Linked DNA regions of Rattus norvegicus: region 2 is linked to region 1. A link is a contact called in public Hi-C data. All regions are on one chromosome and are shown on one strand. The core of a region is the stretch at or near the end of the contact, and the rest is flanking DNA. Distances in the headings are between cores, read along the strand shown.

Region 1 (4,653 bases), core at 906-3,405:
AATAATTGTACAGCTGGTAACACTAAGCCTTAGAAAAGAAATGAATGGTCCCAAGACCACAAAGCTAGAAATGGGCAGAGGCACGATTTAAAACAGGTTTAGCCATTTCCAAAGAATAAAGCCTGTGAACTAGAGCCTAGGAGAGTTTTTCCAAGACCTAGGAAAAAGTCTTAGAAGCTACAAATGAGAAAAACAAGTGTAATCAGCGAGGGAAAGTATCATTCTCTCTTATGGCTGGCAAGGCACACAGTCATGTGTTTGGAAAGTAACTGGAAACATCTACACGCGTATTCTCTTCTGCCAATCACTCCCCTTTGGAGAATCTAATGCTATAAAAACGAAAGACACCGATAACTACAAGTGTTTCTATGTGGCAATTTTTAATGTTAAAAATCTGGCGATGAAAGCCAAATGCTTGGTAGCAGGGCTCGGGGATAAAATAAGGTTCAGTGAGTTCATTCAAGAGGCGGTTAGTTAGTAATTAAAGCAAACGTGATCCAAAGTCATGCTGGCCTGACAGACATCCAAGAAGTGGCACTGAGCTAGCAAAAATTCTTAAGTTCTGTTTACAGTACAATTAGTATTCATGAAAACAAACCCAGAGCTATCAACAGCAAAAACAGCAAAATGGGAACGTGGGTTCCTCTGTGGACAATGTTTGCGGTTACTTTCCAAACATCCACACATGTCACCCTCCTTCACGCAGGGAACACCATCTGTCCCTGCCTGTCTGCACAGCTCTGCGTGCCAAAGATAAGCCGCAGCTACTGTTGTCTCAGTTAGCTTGGAGGAACGAGAGAGCAAAGTGTAAACGAATATTTTTCACCTGTCTTTAAAATGGGTTTACATTGTTTGATTTGTGACTTAAACGTATAATTCAGGTGTTTCTTTTTTTAAATTGGTGGCTCAGGCACTAAGGTCAACAATTAATAAATGGAATTTCATGAAACTGAAAAGCTTCTTTAAGTCGAAGGATAAAGCAACAGCCTACAGATTGGGAAAAGATCTTCACCAACCCTACATCTGACAGAAGGCTAATATCCAAAATATATAAAGAACTCAAGAAGTTAAACACCAACAAACTTTGAATTACCCAATTCAAAGTCGGGTACAGAACTAAACAGAGAATTCTCAATAGAGGAATCTGGAATGGCTGAGAAGCACTTTAAAAATGTTCAAAGTTCTTAGTCATTAGGGAAATGCAAACCAAAATGACTCTGAGAGTCCATCTAATATCAATCAGAGTGGCTGAGATCAAAAACTCAAGGGACAGCTCATGCTGGCAAAGATGTGGAGCAAGGGGGAACACTCCTCCATTTGTTTGTGAAAGTACAAACTTGTACAACCACTCCGGAAAGCAATTTGACAGTTTCTTTAAAAAAAAAAATGGAAATAGTTCTACCTCAAGACCCAGCTATATCACTCCTGGTCATACACCCAAAAGATGCTCCACTATCCCACAAGGACACATGCTCCACTATGTTCATAGCAGCTTTATTCATAATAGCCAGAAACCGAAAACAACCCAGATGTCCCTCAACTGAAGAATGGATAAAGAAAATGCGGTTCGTTTACACAATAGAATACTACTCAGCCGTTAAAAATGAGGACGTCGTGAATTTTACGGGCAAATAGATGGAACTAGAAAATAACATCTTGAGTGAGGTAGCCCAGACCCAAAAGGACATGCATGGTATGAACTTACTTATAAGTAGATATTAGCCATAAAGTACAGGACAAACACGTTATAATCAACAGACCCAAAGAAGCCAAATAGCGAGAAGAGCCCAAGGGAGGTCGCTTGAATCTTTCTCAGAAGGGGAAACAACATAGATTTCAGAGGTTGATGGAAGGAGGGAACTGGGTGGAAAGTGGGATGGAAAGGGGAACAGGGCAAAGGGAAGGGATCAGATATAGGGAGAGCGGGAGAAAGAAGGGAAAGGTGGGATGAACTCTAGGACATGCCAGAGACCTGAGATGGGGGAGGCCCCAGAGAGTCTATGGGGGCGACTCTAGCTGAGACTCCTAGCAGCGGGGGATACGGATCCAGAAGTGGCCACTTCCTCTAGCCAGGCAGGACTACCAGTAGAGGTATAAAGACAGCAACCCACCCACAAAACCTTTGACCCATAATGTGCCCTGCCTCCAAGAAGTGCAGGGACAAAGATCGAGCAGAGACGTAGAGAATGACTAACCAATAACTGACCCCCGAGTTGAGATCCAGCCCACGGGCAAGAACCAATTCCCGACACTATTAACGATACTGTTATGTTTGCAGACAAGAACCTAGCATAACTGTCCTCTGAGAGGCTCCACCCGGCAGCCTATGGAAAGCAATACAGAGACAACCAAACATTAGATGGAACTCAGGGAGTCTTATGGAAGAGTTCGAGAAGAGACCGGAAGAGAAGAGGGACTCCACAGGAAGACGAACAGAGTCATTAACCTGTATGCTTGGAAGTTCCCAGAGTCTGAATCACCACCAAAGAGCAAGCACGGGCTGATTCTGGGCAGATATGTAGCATATGAGCAGCGTGGTCTTCTTATGGGTCTCCCAACAACTGGAGCAGGGGCTGTCCATTGCCTGCCTGTCTGTGGATTCCGTGCCCCTAAATGGATTGCTTTGTCCGGCTTAGGTGGGAGAGGACTCGCCTAGTCCCACAGAGACTTAATGTGCGGGGGGTGGGGGTGCGGTATTGGGGGCTAATACCCAGAGGAAGGCTTCCCCTTTGCAAAGGAGAATGGGGGAGGATCTGCATGAGAGGGTACTGGGAGGAGATGGGGGGGCTGATATTGGGAGGGATGTAAAGAGAATAAATAAATAACAAATAAATAAATTTTAATTTTAATAGGGAAAAAAGGAAAATGATGTAGGTGGTTAATCGCTAAAGAAGAGCCTTTCTACTCCTCTTCTTAGTACAGTGATTGTCGCAGGACTGGCCCAATCTTGCTCTGGGTTCCCAGTATCAGACTCTGCCCTCCAATAAGGAGAGCTAGCCCTCAGTATGTCCTCCTGGAAGGGGTCTCTCCTCAACCCACCCACCACAGTTTCTGACACTTGGCCCAGGCTTTCTTTGTCTTGCTCTCTCAGAGAAGGCAGCTAGGGTCATCTGCACAACACCTACTCACGATCAAGCTGATCCACATTCCAGCTAGAGGAGAGAACAGCCGAGAACAGCACTTAGCTAAGGAATTATTTGCAATTGATGGCTGCTGGGTAGAGAGGGGAATTTTTCTTCAAGGGTGTGCCCACCAGCAGGTTGCCAATGCTGTGGTGGATAGCAAAGTTGAAGGAGAAGCGGGGCGAGGAGAAGAATGAGAAGAGAACACGGAGGAGGAGAAAGAGGAGAAGCTGGTGTGCTGGCCTAGCGGATAATGGCATTTGCCACAAAAACCTAGAGATCTGAGTTCAATCCCCAAGCCTATGAGAGAATTAATTCCCTAAAGCTGTATGATGCTTTATGGGGGGTGGGGGTGGGGATGCGGGGCAGGAGTACTGGGCAGGGCCCTGGGGCGGGGTACTGTGGTAGCTGGGTCCACACATTCATCACATACACTAGCAATAAATTTCTCTAAAGAAGAAGACGTATAATTGGAAGGGTGTGTTGGGGGCGGGGGCGGGGGCGGGGCAGAGTCAGAGGCAGGGATCTGAGGCAGATGCGATCAAGATACTGAATACATTTATGAGCTTGTCAAAAAATCAATTTTAAAAATCTTCTAAAATATCAGGACCAGCTAGATAGCTCAGCGGGTAAGAACAGTAGCCACTAAGCCTGGCAACCTGAGTTCAAGTCCCACGACCTACAAGGCGGAAATCTACACATGCGCTGTGGCACTCCCATTTGCCGACGCGTGCACCAGATGGAGGAAGGTCGGCACTGAGCTAAATTCAGCTCACTGTGCAAATACATCAAGCCACCAGCAGAGGGCGATGATGTCTAGCAAAAGAGTAAGCGTTTCAGGGTGACTGCAGGATACTTTATTCTTTAATAAAGTGATTACTTTTTTGCTGAAGATCTCAAGGCTGGTTAAGGTCTTCCCCCTGTACTGGACTGGGGCAGTCTCTTATCACTCCTACTAAGGAAGCAGGAGACTGGCCTAAATCAGATGGCATTTGTTTGATTCAATTCATGACTCTTTGGGGTCAGTTTTAAGCCCTCATCTTGGCCATTTCAGTTATGATTAAGACATTACTAAGGCTTGAGGAAAGCAAGCGACAAAGAATTTGCAACTGATAAAATCATTTTTAAATTACTTATCAGTCTGATCACATGGTTGCCAGTAAGAGGAAGACAGGAAAGGGAGTACACTGTCTAATTGCTTCTCTCCTCTTCCTCACCAGACCGGCTCATCACCAAAGGGAAATGGAAGGGGCTGTCCCGGCTGTCCCTCCCTTCCTCACCAACACATCCTGCCCTGCTGAGATTCGGTCTCCTCTCAGAATTATGCCCAAATGTCAAATGAAAGGAATTATGTGAACTTGTGCCACCATGAGTGGTGGTGAAACATACCTTAAGCTAAGGAACAAACCAATCAACGAATTGTGACTTCGAAGATGAAAAGCCACTGTCAGCAGATTTGGGCAAAAACTGCCAAGTGTCAAACAGATCACCCTCGGCACACACCCAAGCTGGTAACTGTTCAAAGAACTGT
Region 2 (4,653 bases), core at 750-3,249, 70 kb after region 1:
TTAAAGGAAATGTCTACAAGGAAGGACACAAATGGTCCACACGCTCATAAAAAGGTGCCCAGCATTTCAAACCAACTGGAAAATGCAAATAGAAACTACAATGAGATATTACACTTGCCAAAAGTGTAATATCTTTTAAAGCAAACAAAAGACAGTGTCCTTGGTGAGGATGTACAGAATCTGTTCGTTGCATGTGAGAACAGGCGACATGGCAGGTCCTTATCTCATCTCCCAACTAAATTATTCGTCAGCCACAAACCCTGGTCTGTTTCTGGTTTCGCCTCTTATGAATAAGCTGCATTTAAATACACACCTAGCATGACATGTCACTTGGCCTTTGAAAGAAAGGAAATGCTGGCATACTGAGTCTTGAAGACATTACACCAAGTGAAACGAACTCGGTCAGAAAAGGACAAATATGAGGTGCTTAGAATGGTCAGAGCTATACAAACTGGTAATACAATGTTGATTGCCAGGGGCTGGAAAGGAAGGAAAGGGAGAGTTGGTTTTGGTTGGTTGGTAGTTTGTTTTGTTTGTTTTGTTGTTGTTGTTGTTGTTGTTGTTGATGATGATTTTGAAACAGGGTTTCGCTAAACATAGCCTAAAAACTTACTACATGACCAGACCGTTTTCCTGCCTGGACTCCCAAGTACTGTAATTACAGGTGATTGCCACCGTGTTGGGAGGGAGTCACTGTTTAATGAGTTTAGAATACTATCCTGGAAAGATGAAAACCTTCTGGGAAATGAACGTTTTGGTAAACAGTCTTAACTGTACACTTAGGACAGTAAGTAGTAATGCACATCGTATGATATATATTTGTGTGATGTATATTTTACCACAATTGAAAAGCAACTTGGATGTAGGTGAGATACGGTCTCACTATATAGTCCAGACTGTTCGTGTACTTTCAACTCTCCTTACTAAGTCTCCTGAGTGCATGCCCCAAGGTGAAGGTGTGTGTGTTCATGGGCGTGGGTGTGGGCGTGTGTGTGTGTGTGTGTGTGTGTGTGTGTGTGTGTGTGTAAAACAACGCTGACCTGGTGCATTCTGGAGATGTGTGGGCATTAAATAACTTCTATATACTCTTTCCTTTCTCAGAACTGCTAGCTTGTTGATTATACTTCATTAAAATGCAGAGGTTAATCCATTAGACAGGAAATTTGTGCGGCAGAGATTTATATTTAATGATTTGTTCATAACAAATGTGGATTCCCAGTATTACTGCTAAACGCTTTACACACGCGCGCGCGCGCGCGTGCACACACACACACACACACACACACACACACACACACACACACACACCCCAAAAGGTAAAGAGGGCAGCGCCCCTGCGCAGCTGTCAGGAGTTTACCTCCTAGGATCCACCTTAGCTTTCAGAGCTGGCCCTCTGCCGCTGGAGGTCTTAACACTGAGGTTTCCACTGTAGATAAATGAAAGGCTGCATCCCAAAGATAGCTTGGCTCCTGAGATTCCAGATTGAACAACGTGGAGCGGTTGTGTCCTCAAACCTACGTAGCGTCTCGGCGGGTGGTGTGTCCAGGTCCCACCAAGGCAACCTCACAGCGCACTTCCCGGGCGGGATCTGGATCCCTCTCTATCCCACGTTCTTCCTTTCCGCCCCCTCTCTTCTTCTTCGGAGGAGTCACAGAGCAACACAAGCCGCTATACGCTCCTAGAGAAATCGGTGCCATCGAGAGTGAAGATCAGCGACGCGGCCCCTGCAGTTGTCACCGCCGCCAGGGACTGAGGCACCCAGCCTCTCCGACGTTCTCGCTCACCACGCGAACAACCTTCTCTCTGTTCCCTGCGAGCCGCGTGTGCTAGGCCAGTGGCTCCTGGGTGCCTCGGGTGCCAGGGTCGTATCGGGTGACTCTGGGAGTGCGTCTGCGGGCGGGAGGACCTGGGGCTAAAGGAGGCGGGTCTGGCCCCGCCCCGCCCTAGTCCACCCCTCCGCCTAGAAGAGGCCCCTGTGGCCGATGCTCACCAGGCTCCGGGCCAGTTCACCCGCTCAACGCGCTCCTGCCAGCCATGCGTCCCGCGGCTGCTACGGCACCCAAGTGGCTGCTTCTCGCGCTAAGCGCTCTACTACCACTGTGGCCCACAGCCAAATCCTGGGAGCTCACGATCCTGCACACAAACGACGTGCACAGCCGGCTAGAGCAAACCAGCGATGACTCCACCAAGTGCCTCAACGCAAGCCTGTGTGTGGGCGGCGTGGCCCGGCTCTTCACCAAGGTGCAGCAGATCCGCAAGGAAGAACCCAACGTACTGCTTTTGGATGCTGGCGATCAGTACCAGGGCACCATCTGGTTCACTGTTTACAAAGGCCTGGAAGTGGCACACTTCATGAACCTCCTGGGCTACGATGCCATGGTAAGGAGAAAGCTCCCGGGGTAGGAGTCCCAGGGTCAAAGAGAGAGGCTAGAGAACTCGCTAGTGGCCTTGCACAGATAGTGCTCAGAGATGCGCAGGTGGAACTCGACCCAGGCCCGTGTGCAGGGAGGATGCAGATGGGCGTCCCTTAGATTATTTTCTTAAACTGATGTTGTTGGGGTCTTGTAGCAAACTGCGACTAATGGAAGAGAGACCCTGCTGCCTACAGGGTGCTTCAGCTTGGATATGTAAAAGCACTGAACATTGTCAAGGGCTGGAGATCTAACTCAGTCTTTTCCACATCTCCCTTCTGCTCCGTCTTCCAAAGAGTGTCTCATCCTTTCTGAAAGGAAACCGGGTCAAAAATCATTCAGGTCACCAGCCTTCAAGGAGGAAAACATCCGATTGGCTCTGCTGTCTGAGCACAGTAAACTCACCTCCTTAGGTCGATTTCCAGTACAGCTACTTCTCTGCCGCCTTATACTAGTTAGTTAGTAAGCCTCGGTGGCCATGTCTTCTATAATGGGAAGAATATTGGCCTCAAAGCACTGTGTGCACATAATATAATCTCTGTAACTGTTAGTTCTTGTTGCTCCCGGGCACAGCCTCACAGGAGCAAGTAAAAAAGAAATGTCAGAGAGAACCGAATGCTGGGATTTCAGGGACTCAATCAAACGCACTTGACTGTTAGAGATTCTGAAAGAGCCTACCAGAGAGATTAGGGAGCTGGGGATGCAGCTAGATTGTTAGAGTGCTTGGTTAGAATTCCAAAGGCCCTGGATTTGATCCCTGGCATTGCCCAAACCAGGCTTGCAGGGCAGGCCTGGTAAAGGCTGGAGGGTCCAAAGTTCAGAGTCACCCTTGGTTACAAAAGAGAGGCCAGCCTGGCATGAGATCCTGTCTCAAAAAGAAGAAGGAAGGGGATGGGGGTAGGGAGACAGACAGACAGACACACAGAGAGAGACAGAGACAGAGACAGAGAGACAGAGACAGAGAGATTAGTCCTCATGTCCTCATGTCCCAACATTCTGTTGGAGTTGACACCTTGCTTGTTGAGAAGGGGAAAAGAATAATCAAATAAAACATAACTGAGATGTAAAAATTAATTGAGCCACCATTCACATTCAACCTAGTGTGAATGATTCTGCACCATTGGGGGAAAAAATTAAAATTTGAGACAACAACAAAAAAAGAAAGAAAGGAAGAAAGGAAGAAAGGAAGGGAGGAAGAAAGGAAGGAAGAAAGAGAGAAAAGAAAAGAAAAGAAAGAACAGAAGGTAAGGACTTTGCAAGAGAAATAACAGGGCTGGTTCCCAGAACCCTGTGAAACCAGAGGGTGTGGAAGGGAAAGTAAGGTGGGGAAGGCAGACTACCCACAGTGTACTACAGGAACAGCTCAGAGAGGTCAGAGAAGGGTGAGAGCACCCTTCCTACTGAATATTGACTAGAGACTCTCAGTGCTAGGGCAGCTCTGGGCCTTAGGCGTCCAGAGTTGACCAGGAAGGCTGAGCTCAGCAGCGAATTGGCAGAAGAATTTCAGACCTCGAGAACGCTGCAGTCTCTCAGCTTTCGTCTTCCACAGCTAGACCTGCTTAAAGCTTTGCAAGCAGTAACGGGCAATACAAACATTTACATAATTGGATCGTTAACTAGCTCATGTCTCTGCTTCCTCCCAGAAGGATAAACACCGGCTGAGTTTGTTTTGATTTCGTGTATAAACCACAACTTTACAGCATTTTCTATTCCTAACACTCTTTTCGTTTGACTTGTGTAAATATTCCTTAGTAAAACTATGTCCCTCTTTAAGACAGAACGAGCTCTCTGTGTAGTTAGATGAGGCCACAACAATGTACGACAAGTCCGAGCCCATCATCTTTGAATGTTTAGAATACTTTTTGTGGGATGGAATTGCTTTCTTACAAATTTCTGTCAAAGTAATTGAAGTGGGGCCTGAGGAAGAATAAACTACAATGGCTGGTGTCAAGAGTGGGAGGAGAGGGAATAACAAAGTCTACAGCTCCACTTTCCGTAGCAGTCTTCAGAGCATATGCGTGGGTGGGTTTCATACACACGATTCGACCTGCGTGAAACACACCTTTCATGGCTGCAGCATGTGGTTCCGCTCTGCAGCCTTCCTGTCTCACTGAGGGTTTGCACTGTCGAGATGCTGATATTTTACTAAGACTTGGGAGCCTAGCCCTCTTCTGTTATAAAACTTCCCTATCTCAGTTGCCTGCTATGTCTTGATTCTGGGATGCTGGAGACCCAGATCAGA

What was found. Hi-C and Micro-C count contacts between places; a contact is called where the count stands out from the background.
Region 2: a contact with region 1 is called in a Hi-C map of kidney, with 2.8 times the contacts expected there. The contact joins the promoter of Nt5e here to the enhancer-like site in region 1. A contact is called at or near these places in 3 of 12 Hi-C or Micro-C datasets (kidney and liver).

What each region holds. Positions count from the first base shown.
Region 1 is chr8:98,079,171-98,083,823 of GRCr8, forward strand. It overlaps a transcript of Snx14 not described here. Among named protein-coding and RNA genes, the nearest start is that of Nt5e, 69 kb to the right of the region's middle. Within about 2 kb of position 2,156, at least 2 of the 93 cell types and tissues checked have an H3K27ac peak or open chromatin away from gene starts, as enhancers often do. A contact at or near this core is called in kidney, where this site is marked.
Region 2 is chr8:98,148,926-98,153,578 of GRCr8, forward strand. Nt5e (5' nucleotidase, ecto) reads left to right here and starts at 2,000. Exons shown (of 9, transcript NM_021576.2): 1 at 2,000-2,379. The coding sequence starts at 2,035. It also overlaps a transcript of Snx14 not described here.